3 separate regions of the Mus musculus genome follow, and all the other regions are linked to region 3. Evidence: chromatin contacts called from public Hi-C and HiChIP or PLAC-seq data. All regions are on one chromosome and are shown on one strand. Each heading gives the region's core, a stretch centred on a gene start, on an enhancer-like site or on the middle of the called end of the contact. The rest is flanking DNA. Distances are from core to core; before and after follow the strand shown. Region 1 overlaps Maml2 (mastermind like transcriptional coactivator 2). Region 2 overlaps Maml2 (mastermind like transcriptional coactivator 2). Region 3 overlaps Maml2 (mastermind like transcriptional coactivator 2).

Region 1 (4,840 bases), core at 1,184-3,683, 210 kb before region 3:
ACTTCAGATCCTCCCAAAATTTTGGTTTGGAAGCTCTGTTTTCAGTCAGTGTCTGTGGTATAGTAAACTTTATGTGGTACACTTAGGAGAGATATCTAAGGAAGATGTAGCGCTTTTCTTCCACACATTCTGAGTTTTATTGAGAATAGCCAATTTTAGCTGATAAAGGTTGCGTTCCCATGTATCAGGCAGGGAAAGGGCCCCAGACTGAGGAATAAGTGTGATGCTGTGTGACTTCTGTGACGTCGCTTCCAGCTGATGGCATGGGTATCCGCTCACAGGGTGACTCTACTTGGCGATTGGATGATTCTTCCAACCTGTTCCACATCTCTGCTTCTTCTCATTGAAAGACTGATGCCTGAGAACATGCACTACGAGAATCCTCTTCTTCCCTCTCAAAGGTCAGACCTGCGTTTTCCTCCTGCTCTGCCTGCAGAGTTACCACTAATCAAAGCCCCGCTCCCCAATCAGTTTCAGGTCATAGGTAACTGATTTTAGGGCGTTGATCCTTGGAAGAGAGCAGATGTACCTTGTGTTTTCAGACTTTTGTCTACAATATGCACATGGCCCATGAAAACCTCATGAGCAGATGTCTGCACTTTCAGGAAAATAGGGTCTCCCTACATACTCAAAGAGAAATTGAAATGGTTGCTAATACCAACACTGAGCATGAACTTTTTGGCTATAAATGCTATCTTGATTCCTGCTTTCAATGAAGTTAATTATCTGTGTTGAGCAGATTTAGGAAAAAAAAACTTTCTATACAAACAGTTCTTTAATCTTTTAAAAATGGCTTGTGAACATAGAAAACATGTTTGGTTTACACACATTATTAAAAGTGAGATTCTGGGCTGGTGAGATGGCTCAGTGGGTAAGAGCACCCAATTGCTCTTCCGAAGGTCCAGAGTTCAAATCCCAGCAACCACATGGTGGCTCACAACCATCTGTAACGAGATCTGACGCTCTCTTCTGGTGTGTCTGAAGACAGCTACAGTGTACTTACATATAATAAATAAATCTTTAAAAAAAGTGAGATTCTTTAGATGCAAAAGAAGAGTGATTGAGATGACAGATCAGACATGAAATAAGAGAAAAGCTTTTATTTGGGAAGTTATTTCTGTGGCAGACTGAATCGGCCAGAGGGCACCAGGACACCACAGCACTGGGAGGCCTGGTTCACATTGCACTCCCTGGACGTAAAGTCAGAAGGCGTAGGTGTTTTCGTTTGTTCTTGCCTGCAAAGTCTGCACACAAAGACACAAAGGTAAGAAACTAATAATAGAAAATATTAGAATATGGGTGTGGACTTGGGAGTAACTCTGTAAATCTGGAATATTATTTATCACATGCTTGGAGAAAATGCTGGGGGAAAACCATGAGAAACCAAATAGTTTTAAATGAATATTTTGAGACTATTATTTTTTAAAATTAAAGAAAGATAAAAATGATATACAGACCATAATGTGTTAGAACTGGAACACACAGGAAATTTGAACTTAGCATTCTTTCACAATGATTAAGAGAAAAGGTTGGTACCGTGACCCTTTGCTTTCATGAGGAGCTTTGCCTTGCCCTCTGTGGAAGGCAGTGTGTCTTGAGGCTGCGCCAGCTAGAGGTCTGTCTCTCTTATATCTGGATCTTGAAATGTGTAGCTTTGGGGTATGTGCTCTGAGCACAGCTTTCTGTTTTGTGACATTGATCTGCAAAGGTGTGTTTCTATTATTTGCAAGCCTATCTTTTAAAACCCTTTAAAGGCTTATAGACCAAGACTCAGTATGATATTAAAACCACCATTTAAAAGTTGGGCACTGAGCTGAGGAGATGGCTCATTCAGTCAGGAATCTGCCCAGAAAGCTTGAGCACCTCCATCTGGATCCTCAGAGCCCTTGTAAAAGTCCAAGTGTGGCACAAGATGCCTGTCACACCATCCATCTCCTTGGGCAGAGACAAGAGAGAACCTTTGAAGCTCGTATAAGCAGCCAGCCTCGTCAGACCCATGAGCTTGAGGTTCAGTGAGAGACTGGAAAGACCAGTCTAGAGATCCAGGGAAGGCAGCTCTGGCCTCTACAGAGACATGCTCACACACATGTGCCCATATCATATGTACATGTGCATGTAACCACACTAATAAGCATACACCACACATACACACCACACACATACCACATACACCATATACACACACACATACACACATCCCTCCACACTCACACCACACATACACATACCAAACATACCATATATACCATATACACCTAAACACATATGCACACACATACTACATACATACCACATAGACACACCACACACTACACATACCACACTTACATACATACATACCACACACCACATACACACATACCACCACACTACACATTGCACCACAGACACACCCACACATACACACCACACTATATAAACCATACACACCACAGCACTATACATAACACAAACCACACACTCACACATCCACCCTCACCCACACAGTCACACACAGATTTAGGTACTGTCAGTCTCAGCCTTTGGATCTAGTGGTTTGTGGTTTATGTTTATAATCCTGCCACTTGGTTGATAACTTGCAGTCACTCTAGTACTCTGGCTGCCATTAAATAAAGTCAGTTATCAAATATGTCCGCAATAGTCAAGCTCTCCGCAGTTATCTGTACTACTTGTTCAGGTCCCAGCTATGAGGGATGTCATGTTGTGGCATATGGGGGATGCTCAGGCCTTGCTGCTCTGCACTCTGCTCATGCCCTCGGGGCAGCAGTGTCCTTAGAATAGGAACAGGGTTTGGAGCTACTTTGCAGGGTGCTGTTTGACTCTGCTTCTTAACAAAGTGTCCAGGCAAGCATGCATGTGGCTGTTGGATCAACAATCCCGTAAGAACACAACAAACAGCCTGTGGACCAATCCAAGGCATCCCATGAGGAAGGCACTCTACTGAAGGTCAATGTCCTGGCCTGTGTAAACATATATGGCCATCTCTAAGACACTTCTCTGTTACAAAGCCAACAAAGGACATTTTTTTAAGCCCCCATTTCCTCTCCAGGAAATGGTGTATGTTCAGAAAGGAAGCTGCCTTCCTGTTTTCTCCATACGGACACTCTTACAAGGTTTTTCTAACTTCCATATTGAGCCTTCCATCATATAAAGAAGTGTGGCTCAGGACCTGGACAGTTTTTGCTACAGTAATTACAAAATAGAGATTTACTTTCTCCAACTCATAGGAGCATTCTTGTTTAATTTCCCATTTTTTATGTGGTGAGGAACTCTATCCCCTGCCAATATGTAGCTTATTCAGTACCTAGAAAGGACACTGGCTAATCGGCTGGGGTCAGACTGTCTTTCTTTGCAAAATACATCAACTCCTAGTTTTCCAATTACAAAAGCCACTTGACAGGCCACCTGTTTTTTATTATTTTTATCAGGGTTTTGTGATACAAACTCAGTGTGTCTGGCACTGGGGAATGAAATATAATTCAGGAAGGTTTCGTACGTCTTGTACATGCTATGAGGATTTCACACTGACTTCTTGGATTATTAAGAAGCATTTGGAAATGAGTCTTTGTTCTCTGGGAGTTTGTGGCAGAGTTCTTGTTTCTGCCTCACCTGGAGACACTTGAGGCTATAGACATTAAAGGAGAACACCCAGGTGGTACTGCACCTAGACAGCCATTCAGATGCACCAAGTTTTGAGCTAGGTAACAGTTGCTCTTTGTACTCGTTGTATATGTCATACTCCTCCGTGTGTCACAAAGTGGCATGGAGGCCAGTTATAACAGTCATGCAGGCGCTTGTTGAATGCAGTGGGCTCTCCTGCCTGGGCCTGTGCAACGGAAGTCAAAGAGAGGGCTCTGAAAATGTGTGTTTTCAGTACAGCTTTATTATTAAAGAGATCTAAGTGCTAGAGATGTTTACTTGTTAGTGAAAAACAACTAGACCCCAAATCTCTAAGGGCCACAACATTAAGACCCAAGGTATTTTAAGATGAGACCTTTTTAGTATCGCTAGAATCTCATAGTGGAGGCCACTAGTAGCACTCTGCTCAGAGACCATGCACAGAGTAACAACCACCTTCACCCTGAAATGTACTTGGGCAGACTGCATCCTGAAGGAGGCAAATCTACAGAAGGCATTTAAAAATCTACAGTCTTTTAATTGTCATGGTTTCCAATATGCTTACTTGAACAGGGAAAGAAAAAGCTGGTTATATCCTTCAGCAAGAAACTTTCTCATATCAAGCAATGAACTTTAGAGTCTCCCATATGCATAGACTAGCTCATATTAGTTTAAGCACACACACACACACATATACACACATATGCATTCACACATATAGTGAGCAAAATGGTTAAAGTATGTGGAAATTGCCCACTTTTAAATAAATAGTTTTGCATATATTTCTACCTAAGAGGATTTTACATCAGGAAACACAAACAACTCACACACACACACACACACACACACACACACACACACACACAATATTTTCATATCTTTTAACTATTTTGCTCACATGTGAATACGTGTGTGCGAGAGTGTGCGTGTGCGTGTGCGTGTGCGTGTGCGTGTGTGTGTGTGTGTGTGTGTGTGTGGTCTACGTGTTGGGGGATACACAGATTCATGGTTCTGGGGTCAGAAGAAGACATTGGGTGTCTTTCTCTGTCACTCTCTGGTCTTGTTCCCATGAGACAAAGTGTCTCATAGAACTGAAGCTCCCCATAGTTTGGCCGGACTGGCAGCCAGCACAAGCCTCAGCAATCCTGATCCCACCGTGCATAGAGACCGTTGGCCTATGAGGTCACATGTGATTTTCAAATAGGTACTAGGGCCTAAATGC
Region 2 (4,649 bases), core at 1,140-3,639, 230 kb before region 3:
TAAGTGTGCTATATACAGTCTTATTGCGCTGTACCCAGAGGCCCCAGTGCAGACATCCCCTGAAATTATTTTAAAGGTGCACAACTTCAGCTCCTCCCCAGACCCATGTGATCAGAATCTACACTTCTAACAAGGCTTATCAGGCATGTGTGCATCGTAGCTTGCGAAGCTCAGATGTATGGACCGCACAAACTCACCCTTTCTGAGAGATGGCAGTTTGCTTTCCTTACTTTAGTAAGTGGCAGGAGATACCACGTACCAGAGAAAGCTATACAACAATATAGCATAATTAGGACTTGCTCCTAAATTAATTATCTATTAGCTTTTACAAACTGCCTGTCAGATTGCTAAAGGCCGTTTAAGGGCCCTGAATTAGGAAAGTGGCTGAGGACAGAGAAAGGAGCTGACTAGATGAGGGCTGCTCTGTGGGTACTTGCCCCAATGCTAAGCAGTTTACATTCGTCCTGTCGTTGCCATGAACACACTGTATAAGAACATCTGACAGTTGAAAGATGGGTGCAGAGAGCCCCAAGTCACTCACTTAAGGTCACTCAGTTGTTGAGTGTCAGAATGGTGTCAATTTGAACTCTTAGTACTTGGCTTCAGAACTTGACTATTGTAGGTCATAGAAGACACTGTAAACACAAACATCGAAAGCTCAACAGCACAGGACAAATGGGCAGACTCAACAAAAATCGAAACTCGCTGACCTGGATTTAAGAAGGTGACTCAAACAAACCAAGGTACCACCCAGCCAGAGGCTGTCCTGTGCGAAGCTGTGGCCTGTGTTCTAGCTCTGCAGGTGGGAAAGGATCCTGAGTGTTATCTCTGAACCTGGTGCTTCTCCACACTTGCCGCTTGCCTTCCTTTCCTTTAGATGCACATGGGACAGCCCAGACAGATAATCTGTCAAGTATGGCAGTTGGTTAATAAGAGCTACTGCTGTTTTAGTTACGGTCAATCAGATCTAGATTTCAAGTCCGTTTCTTTGATGCTTGAATGAATCATTGACTATGCCTATTTACTACTGACCTGATGTGTTATACACAGTTCAGAACATTTGGATTTTAAGTGAATGAGGGAATAAACAAAAGAACAAGGAGAGAAATATAAATATTGCCTGGGAAGTACATACTTCAATTCCCAAAATTCCTAAGATTGTAATTTACATTTTTCTATCGCTGTTTCTCTCTGTCTCTCTGTCTTTGCCCCTCTGTCTCCGCCTCTCTCTTTTCTCTCTCTCTCTCTCTCTCTCTCCCATTCTCTCTCTCTCTCTCATTCTCTCTTTCTCTCTCTCTCTCTCTCTCTCTCTCTCTCTCTCTCTCTCTCTCTCTCTGTACACACATGATGGTGCATATGTGGAGGTCAGAGAACAGCTTGAGGAAAACAGTTTCTACTGCTGTATGAGTTCTGGGATTTGAACTCATGTCATCAGACTTGGCGGCAAGCTCCCTTTCTCACTGAGACATTTCACAGGCCTAAGAATTTTCAAGTAGTAGTGTCTTGCATAGGAATGGCTCCTGCCACTGCCTTTTTCGGTAATGAGTTGATTCCCACAGGCCGTGGAGCAAAATTTGCCCAGACTCCAGCATGGCTCCTGTTGCTGAACTTGACAGACACTCAGTCTTATGCTCATGTGACACAGCTCTCCCTGGCCTCTGTTTAAGTGAAGCTGTTTCTCTGATGCTTCTAGTTTGGGAATATGATCTTGATAACTGGAGTCCTCACTACAATACCTCCTCTTTAATCCTTGCTGGGAAGTCTGAAAAATGGATCCTCACTGGTCTGGGATCTTTTAGGTTTAGGAAAAGAAGTGAGTGAAGATATCCTAGTGTGTGCTCAGAAGCAAGCACATGTTTAAAAAGTTGACTTTCTCTTGTAACACCAATCTGAAAGTCTAATTTTAGCAGTTTCTATAAGCTTTTCCATGCATATTTTAAAGTCTGGTTTTGCCTAAATAATAACTAGGAAGACAACAAATCTTGCCCCGCCCCCATGCTTCTCCCTTGACCTCAATGCTTAGGCAGTCCTTCCCTCCCTGGGGGTGTGACTTTAGAGTGCTGTTTTATTGACTCATAATTAAGAACTTCTGATGGGAAAACCAGTCAACAGGCACAAATGGCCTGGTGGCCTGGGGGTGGGGGTGTCCCACCAGCAGAGGTGGGGGTTGGTTTTATTATGGCAGGAGCAGAAGCAGGGTTGAAGAACCTTCACAGAAAACCTCAAAGCATTAAACCCTCTGTATGAACTTTATGCCTTTTTTGAGGAAGTCAACTTCTTTTCTGTCCCTTATCTCTTTAAGTCAGAGTGAGTGAGGAGAGAGTGAAGTCATGAGTGGGAGGGGCCGGCAATGGAAATTTGGGGGCAAACACAGAGCGTGGGTAGAAAGGAAACACACACGTGAAACATCTTGAGAGGAAACGTAACAGGAAAAGGCTGCTGTTATCTACAAGGGCTAGGAAGAGAAACATGGAGGCTGTATGCTTGGGTTCATCATTAAATAATCTACTAAAGCAACAGGAGAGGGTTTCAAACACCGAAGAAGAGCCTGGATGAGAAACAATTGCTACTCCTTTAACCGAACAAACATTCTTGGAATTCAGTCGCATCTTATTAGCAGAGAAGACTCAGGGTCAGTGCTAGGCACTGGATGTTTTCCACATCTGGTTCCACTCACGGGAATGAGCTCCCAGACACCATTATTCTCCTGACATATCTAGTTTAATACACGAGGCAATGTCCTCCTTGCCCTGCGGTATGGTTTGACGAGAGATTCATAATGCATATAAAATGGATTTCCATTATCCGATTAAAGCGTCTCCTTTTTGAGTTAGATTTTTAATTTTTTTAAAGTGAAATGAGTAGCTGTTTTACACAGCACAAGTTTCAAGCCCATCACCATTTCCTACCTACAAGATCTTTGTGGATTGTTTTAGTGTTTTTAATTTACCACGCGTTACTCCTGAGAGAAAGCAGACTTTTAAAAGCTCATTTAAAATGGATGTTTTAAATTCTCTGGTGAAATCATAACTGAGCTTTGGACATTATTGTGGGACAGACAAGAAAGGAAAGTGGCCCCTTCTCACTGTGACTAATTTCAGATAATTGAAAACCTACGGCTTTGAAATTGGGACTCAACTGTGAGCATGTGACAATAAGCCCCTTTCCCTCTGATAGATCCACTAATTCCTGTCATATCTAGGCACAGGCATCCTGCAGACAGAGCACTGTTGGCTGCGGCTCTTCGGTGTGCTTGCTGTGCTCGCTGTCGTTGCTGGCTACTCTGCTTCTGTTGTTCAGGGGTCCTTACATCTGTGGGAACTGATTCTTCATTCAAGAATGAACCTGCCACAAGGGGACAGATGTAAAGATTGGAATCTGGGTCTTTATATTTTTATTCAACTGGCTCCACTTGTTTTCATAGTTATTATTTAAACATATGAAAGGTAATGGAAATAAGTTTTCTACTGAAGGTTAGCAGGCTAAGATTACATGTGATAAAGGCTAAAGTTGCAAGTTACAAGAGAATGTTAGATATAAAAAAATTTTTAACATATATTTTTCTTCATTTCTTTTCTTAAGGAAATGATTTTCCATTGGAAATTTGTTAAAAGGAAATAAAAGAAAACATGAATGAATTTTGTGTGTGTGTGTGTGTGTGTGTGTGTGTGTGTGTGTGTGTGTGTGCTCTCACACATGGGCACCCACCCATAATGCACACAAAGGGCAGAGGTTGGCATTGTGTGCCTTCATCTATCATTCTTTACATCATTATCATTATTATTTGAGTTAGAGTCTCTCTCTTGCATCTGGATCTCTTATACTTAGCTTGGTTGGGTAGCAAGCCTCAGGGACCTTTCTGTCACAGGCTCCCAGTGTTGGAATGACAGGCATGTGTCTCCATGCCTGGCTTTTATGTGGATGCTGGGGACTTGAACTCAGGTCCTCCTGCTTTTGTGACAAGTACTTTACTAGATGGCTCACCTCCTCAGTCCTGGGATGAAGTTGTCTTAATGGAACATTTGCTGTTAATCTTCAGTGATGAATCAGAGTCTGTAAAATTTTGGCATACAAGATATATATGTGTGTGGTAGAAGACGGTGGTCAGAAAGGAAAGACAAATTGTGTCAGGCACAAATCTGTACCCACAGATGTCACCTCACAAAGCCTACACAATGGCCCCCAAACAGGAGTCTGTCCCTGAGAAAATTTAATGAACTTATCCAAGGCTAGACCATCGATGTAGAAAAGAATGAACTTTAAAATCCAGATCTTTCTAATCACTGTATGCATGATCCGAATCCAGATCTTCCTAATCACTGTATGCATGATCCGAATCCAGATCTTCCTAATCACTGTATGCATGATCCGGATCCAGATCTTCCTAATCACTGTATGTATGATCCGAATCCAGATCTTCCTAATCACTGTATGCATGATCCGAATCCAGATCTTCCTAATCACTGTATGCATGATCCGGATCCAGATCTTCCTAATCACTGTATGCATGATCCGAATCCAGATCTTCCTACTCACTGTATGCATGATCCGAATCCAGATCTTCCTAATCACTGTATGCATGATCCGAATCCAGATCTTCCTACTCACTGTATGCATGATCCGAATCCAGATCTTCCTAATCACTGTAT
Region 3 (4,638 bases), core at 33-2,532:
TAACCATTGCTCTTCTGATTCTATTTTTTCTCTTTTTTTCCCTCTTTCGTCCCTTTTCTTCATTCCCTTCTTTTTCTTTTTCCTTTCCTTTCCTTTTTCACTTCCCTCCCCTCCCCTTCCTTTCATTCTTCCATCACTCCTTCCTTTTCTTCTTCAGTGCTGAGGCTCTAATCCAGGTCCTTAACACTGACCAACAAACAACACTCCACCCAGTGTTTCCATTCTCAAGCAGAATGGGACTCTCCACTAAAGGATTTTAGTGGAGCATTTTCTCTAAAGTTCTTGACCCTCAGTGATTGAAGGACTGCGGTTGCTCTAAGGCACCAAAGCCTCACTCTCAGCATTGCACACAAACTAGTGAAAAGTAGGACCTGGGCGGAGCCAGGAAGACTGATGGGCGGAGCTGCTGTGCCAAAGGGTGCAAAGGGAGTTCTGAGAAGTCTGAGGATAGACTTTTTCTTGTGGCTCTCACTTTCCAGAGTGCTTCTCAGATTTGCTTTCCTTTAATTAACCCAGATATGTCTTCAACTAAGGAGCAAGGTGCTATGCATTGCCAGTCACATTTGTCATGTTCCTTCCTTATACTAAGCTGTAAGCTCCGTCCAATGAGATATTTGGGCTGAGGCCCCAACACATAATCATTCAATGCCCACACCTTTCCCTGATCCTTACACCAACATTGTCCTCTCATAAGAGACAAGACAAGAACTTGAACCTGGTAAAAATTTTAAGATATTACCTCTGAATCTTTCAATGGGATCCTGTTTTTAATCACATTAACACACTCTCCCTCCTACCCTCTATCCTAGGTACATCTATGTTAAATGCACAATTTAATATATAGGACCTTGGCATAATCTTGTCTCCCCATTTTCTTCTATTCCCATCTCTAGAAGCTAGATATGATAACTACAGGTTAAAACCCAACAATCTGGCAATTGATTTCACAGATAGCTACAGTGTAGCTCCAGGACTTTAAGGGCCTTGGATGCTTGTTGTAAACAAGGCTATCATGGCCTCTGGTCTCATGGAGTTTAGGGTGTCAGTGGGAAAGAGAAAAGACACAGAAACCAGGAGTTCAGATAATGGTAAAATAAACTTCATGGTAAAAGTTATGAAGAAAATAAAAGCTATAAGAGCTAAAGGATTCAGGAATTAGGGTGGCTCAGCCATGTGTCTGCTCTTTTAAGCAGCCATTGAGGTCTGGCCAGGAAGTGATACTACAGCTGACTTCTGTGTGACAAGACTAATTCAGCAGGCAGAATACTCACGAGCCAGATCCAACCGGGTTGCTGGGGACATGGGTGATTAGCCCAAGAGAACCACTGTGGTAGAAGCCTGGACCAGCCTAGAAGTTTCCTATCACTAGCTTTCCTAACATTGTTCTGTTCCTAGTTTCTGTAAGTCAGTGTGACTTTGTTTGGTTTTGTATTATCTTTTACAGGAATTTTTAAAATACTCTTTGATGCATTTCTTTGTTTCTAATTTTCTCTGAAAATCACTCTCATACCCACCTTGTATCCATATATTGAAAACAGTTATTCTGAGTGAAGTGTTTGTGTATTGGTCATGTTGTGTATGTATATTGTGTATTGTGTGTGCATGTGCTGTATGTGTGTTGTATGTGTGCATGAGTGTGTGTTACATGCATGTGTTGTGTGTGTATGGTGTGTGTCTGTATGTGCTGTGGTGTGTGTATGTAGGCATCATGGGGACTTTGGATACATTTTCTCAGCAAAGTAAGACAGAAGAAAGGCAACCTAATATCCTTTGCTTTAGGCATCAAGAAAGAAAAGTCACATTGCACAGCATAACACCAAGATATTTTCATCTAAAAACCTTAACAAAAGAAATTCCAAGCTATTTAGAAGCAACTGGGGGGAAGTCAATATCTCTGTGACTCCAACCTAACAGACAATGAAGTCCTTCAATGAACACTGTGACAACCTCGACCAAAGGAGGCTTTGATTCACGCCAGTTACATCTTGCTTTGTTAAGAAAATGCACCCAGCTGTTCTGGAGCCTCAGACATGATCCAAAGACCCCCAAGATGCTGAGAGTGATAGGATGCTGAATTCAGAGCTGTGCTCTAGCTGCTTCTGGAGAGAGGGAGGGCGAGGTGTGTGCTGAGAACTCCTCTCTGTCTAATATTTGTGAAAATGTTTCCTTTGTTGGTGTGCTGGAGCAGATCTTGCTTATTTCTTCTTTCCAGTTCTATTAAATCCCTAAACAGAGCTGAGTTTTCAGGGCTTAGGGCTGCCCTGGGGGAGATAGGTGATTATGCTCTCTGCTTAAGGTTTTAGTGATAAGGAAAAAATAGCAGTGGGCCGAATCCCATCCCCCAAGCCAATTTCTCTGACTGTCTTTTACAGTCCCCCTTTAAAGAGGAAACATATTTTAAAGATGAAGTGGTGACAAGGATAGAATCCCGTCCATCAATCTGCACTTCTCAATTGTTGTGTGTCTATGAGAGAGAGACAAACAGATGGGGGGACTGATGTGTGCACTTGAACAGCCGTCAGCTCCTGAGAAGGACCCACATTTCATTTTATACGCTGCATCACATGCTATCATCTCATGGTGGTACACAGCTCGTGAATCCTCCTTATTCCACAGAAAATGCTGCAACTGGCATTTGTAGGAGTTGGGGAATGAGGCTCCAGTCGCAAACAAACTAAACAAAGCACTCCTCTGACGATCATGTTTCTTAGGCTGTCTACCTTGTCTAAGAAACCCTGTACAAAGCACCCTGTACTAAGCACCCTGTATTAAGCACCCTGTACTAAGCACCCTGTACTAAGCACCCTGTACTAAGCACCCTGTACTAAACACCCTATAATAAGCACCCTGTACTAAGCACCCTGTAATAAGCACCCTGTACTAAGCACCCTGCACTAAGCACCCTGTAATAAGAAATGAACACTGTTGGGCTCTGCCCCTTCTGACATGGCTGGAGCTGGACACTGAGGCTACTTCGGACTCTCTTGACCAATATCTTTTTTTAAATAGTAGATAATACCCATCTTTATTAACTCTTTCTTGTTGTTCCTCAATAAAAACAATTCCAAAGATACTAAAGTCTGAGAAATAAAATCCTTATATGCAGGAAGTATTCAAAAGTGTATCACTGAAACAGGCCTCAGTGATAACCAAAGCTACTCACCAGGTTCTCCTTATTGCTTTACAATAACGATGATAATAATGATAGCAATAACAATAGACGTCAATACCAACGAAGGGAAGAAGGTCTTAAGTTTCAGCGATGCTAGTTGGCATCGCTGCTTTCTATGTTAGACTCTTACTGCATCACTAATACAGGCAGCATTTGGGCCTAATGTGATACCACTCAACCATCCCTTCATTTGTGTATTCATGTATTGTAAAGGTTAAAACAAGGCACACGGAGTAGGGTAATTTCCCACAGAAAAGCAAGTGGAAATCGAGAAGGATGATTTTAAAGATGGAATCTATTTCTTCCCTGTATTCTGTCCCAGCTCACCAAGTCCTCAGTGACCTCCAGGATCGAACGCAATTACATCGGTCGTATATATTTGCTATGCTGTTTGAGTCTCCCAAGGGCAGCATAACAGTGAGAGGGAGTGACATCTTTATGAGGTTAACCCTTTTCTATTTTAAGAGTAGACTACCGAAGGCAGATGTGACCCCTGGAGCGGAACAAGAATGTTGGAAATCTGGTAGTTAGGAGGAAAGAGGGAAAAATGATGTTCCGAGGAGCAGTTAGTTAGGGAAGCCCAGGAGAATTTGCATGCACATGATAGGACAGTGGATGTCAAAGGACAGGTGAAGCAAGCACACCTGGGTCATGAGCTGATCACTGTGCTGACAGCTGGGTTTGCCGGTTTCAAGTATAATCTAATATAACCTTTGGAGGGATGTAGTATTATCTTAAAGTAATGCACCCTCAGAAACATGCATAAATCCAGCAGCCATTGCCCTGTACTGGTTTCCAGCCCTGATTCAGTCAACCTTTGTGATATTATAAAATATCCCAATCTTAGTGTCTTGGTGCAGCCAAGAGGAATTTCTTATGGTTCTGCAGGCTGCATAGGGTGGTTTTCTAGCAGGAGGAGTGGGGTTTAATCACTTGAGGACAGTGGTGCCCTTGCAGGAAGAACATTTTGCCTTCTCTGCATGTGATATACAGCCCCCAGGCAGGCCCAGCGTCTTGGGTCTCGGTTCCAAGAGGACATCAAGTACCTCCTCAGGTATAGCACAATGTCATTCTTGTCATTTTGAGTTGGTTAAAGCAAGTCATGAGGTCACATTAAGTTTGAAGGAAGAACCAGCGACCATTCTTTTTCTGAATGGGAAAGAAGCAATGGAAAGGGCTATGTGAGACGGAGGGCATTGTATGATCACTAACACCACCCGAAAGAAAGATTTCCAGTCCCACGCTGCCTCCACCAACAGAATTGTAATGTTTATGACAATGTTCTACTACTACGTTTTTCATGGTTTCTAAAGTTATGTTGATAAACGACACTTTGTGTAGCCTCAAACAGATGTGAAAAGCCCTGTGTTCTCTCCCTCCTCCTAATGTTGTTGTTTGTGTGTTTTGTGTTTTAATGAGCTTTACTTTTTTTCATCTAGAGTTTGGCCTGTTTTCTCTCTGAAGAC

What was found. A called contact is a pair of places that touch in the nucleus more often than the background predicts. HiChIP or PLAC-seq counts read pairs in DNA pulled down with a chosen protein or histone mark.
Region 1: a contact with region 3 is called in an H3K27ac HiChIP or PLAC-seq map of CD8 T cells, with 5 times the contacts expected there. The contact joins two enhancer-like sites. A contact is called at or near these places in 3 of 15 datasets of contacts at CTCF or cohesin (the NIH/3T3 cell line and large pre-B cells), 3 of 484 Hi-C or Micro-C datasets (bone marrow-derived macrophages, cranial neural crest and reprogramming fibroblasts), 18 of 115 datasets of contacts at active chromatin or transcription factors (the 230-238 cell line, CD8 T cells, bone marrow-derived dendritic cells and 12 more) and 3 of 9 other capture datasets (adipose tissue, liver and pancreatic islet).
Region 2: a Hi-C map of bone marrow-derived macrophages shows a contact between it and region 3, with 37 read pairs. The contact joins two enhancer-like sites. A contact is called at or near these places in 3 of 15 datasets of contacts at CTCF or cohesin (the NIH/3T3 cell line and large pre-B cells), 3 of 484 Hi-C or Micro-C datasets (CD8 T cells, bone marrow-derived macrophages and reprogramming fibroblasts), 19 of 115 datasets of contacts at active chromatin or transcription factors (the 230-238 cell line, CD8 T cells, bone marrow-derived dendritic cells and 15 more) and 2 of 9 other capture datasets (adipose tissue and liver).

What each region holds. Positions count from the first base shown.
Region 1 is chr9:13,516,349-13,521,188 of GRCm38.p6, reverse strand. All of the region lies in intron 1 of Maml2 (mastermind like transcriptional coactivator 2), which reads right to left. Among named protein-coding and RNA genes, the nearest start is that of Phxr4, 87 kb to the right of the region's middle. Within about 2 kb of position 2,433, at least 19 of the 459 cell types and tissues checked have an H3K27ac peak or open chromatin away from gene starts, as enhancers often do. A contact at or near this core is called in CD8 T cells and microglia, where this site is marked.
Region 2 is chr9:13,534,576-13,539,224 of GRCm38.p6, reverse strand. All of the region lies in intron 1 of Maml2 (mastermind like transcriptional coactivator 2), which reads right to left. Among named protein-coding and RNA genes, the nearest start is that of Gm51666, 74 kb to the left of the region's middle. Within about 2 kb of position 2,389, at least 103 of the 459 cell types and tissues checked have an H3K27ac peak or open chromatin away from gene starts, as enhancers often do. A contact at or near this core is called in CD8 T cells, bone marrow-derived macrophages and microglia, where this site is marked.
Region 3 is chr9:13,307,890-13,312,527 of GRCm38.p6, reverse strand. All of the region lies in intron 1 of Maml2 (mastermind like transcriptional coactivator 2), which reads right to left. Among named protein-coding and RNA genes, the nearest start is that of Maml2, 12 kb to the right of the region's middle. Within about 2 kb of position 1,282, at least 29 of the 459 cell types and tissues checked have an H3K27ac peak or open chromatin away from gene starts, as enhancers often do. A contact at or near this core is called in CD8 T cells, bone marrow-derived macrophages and microglia, where this site is marked.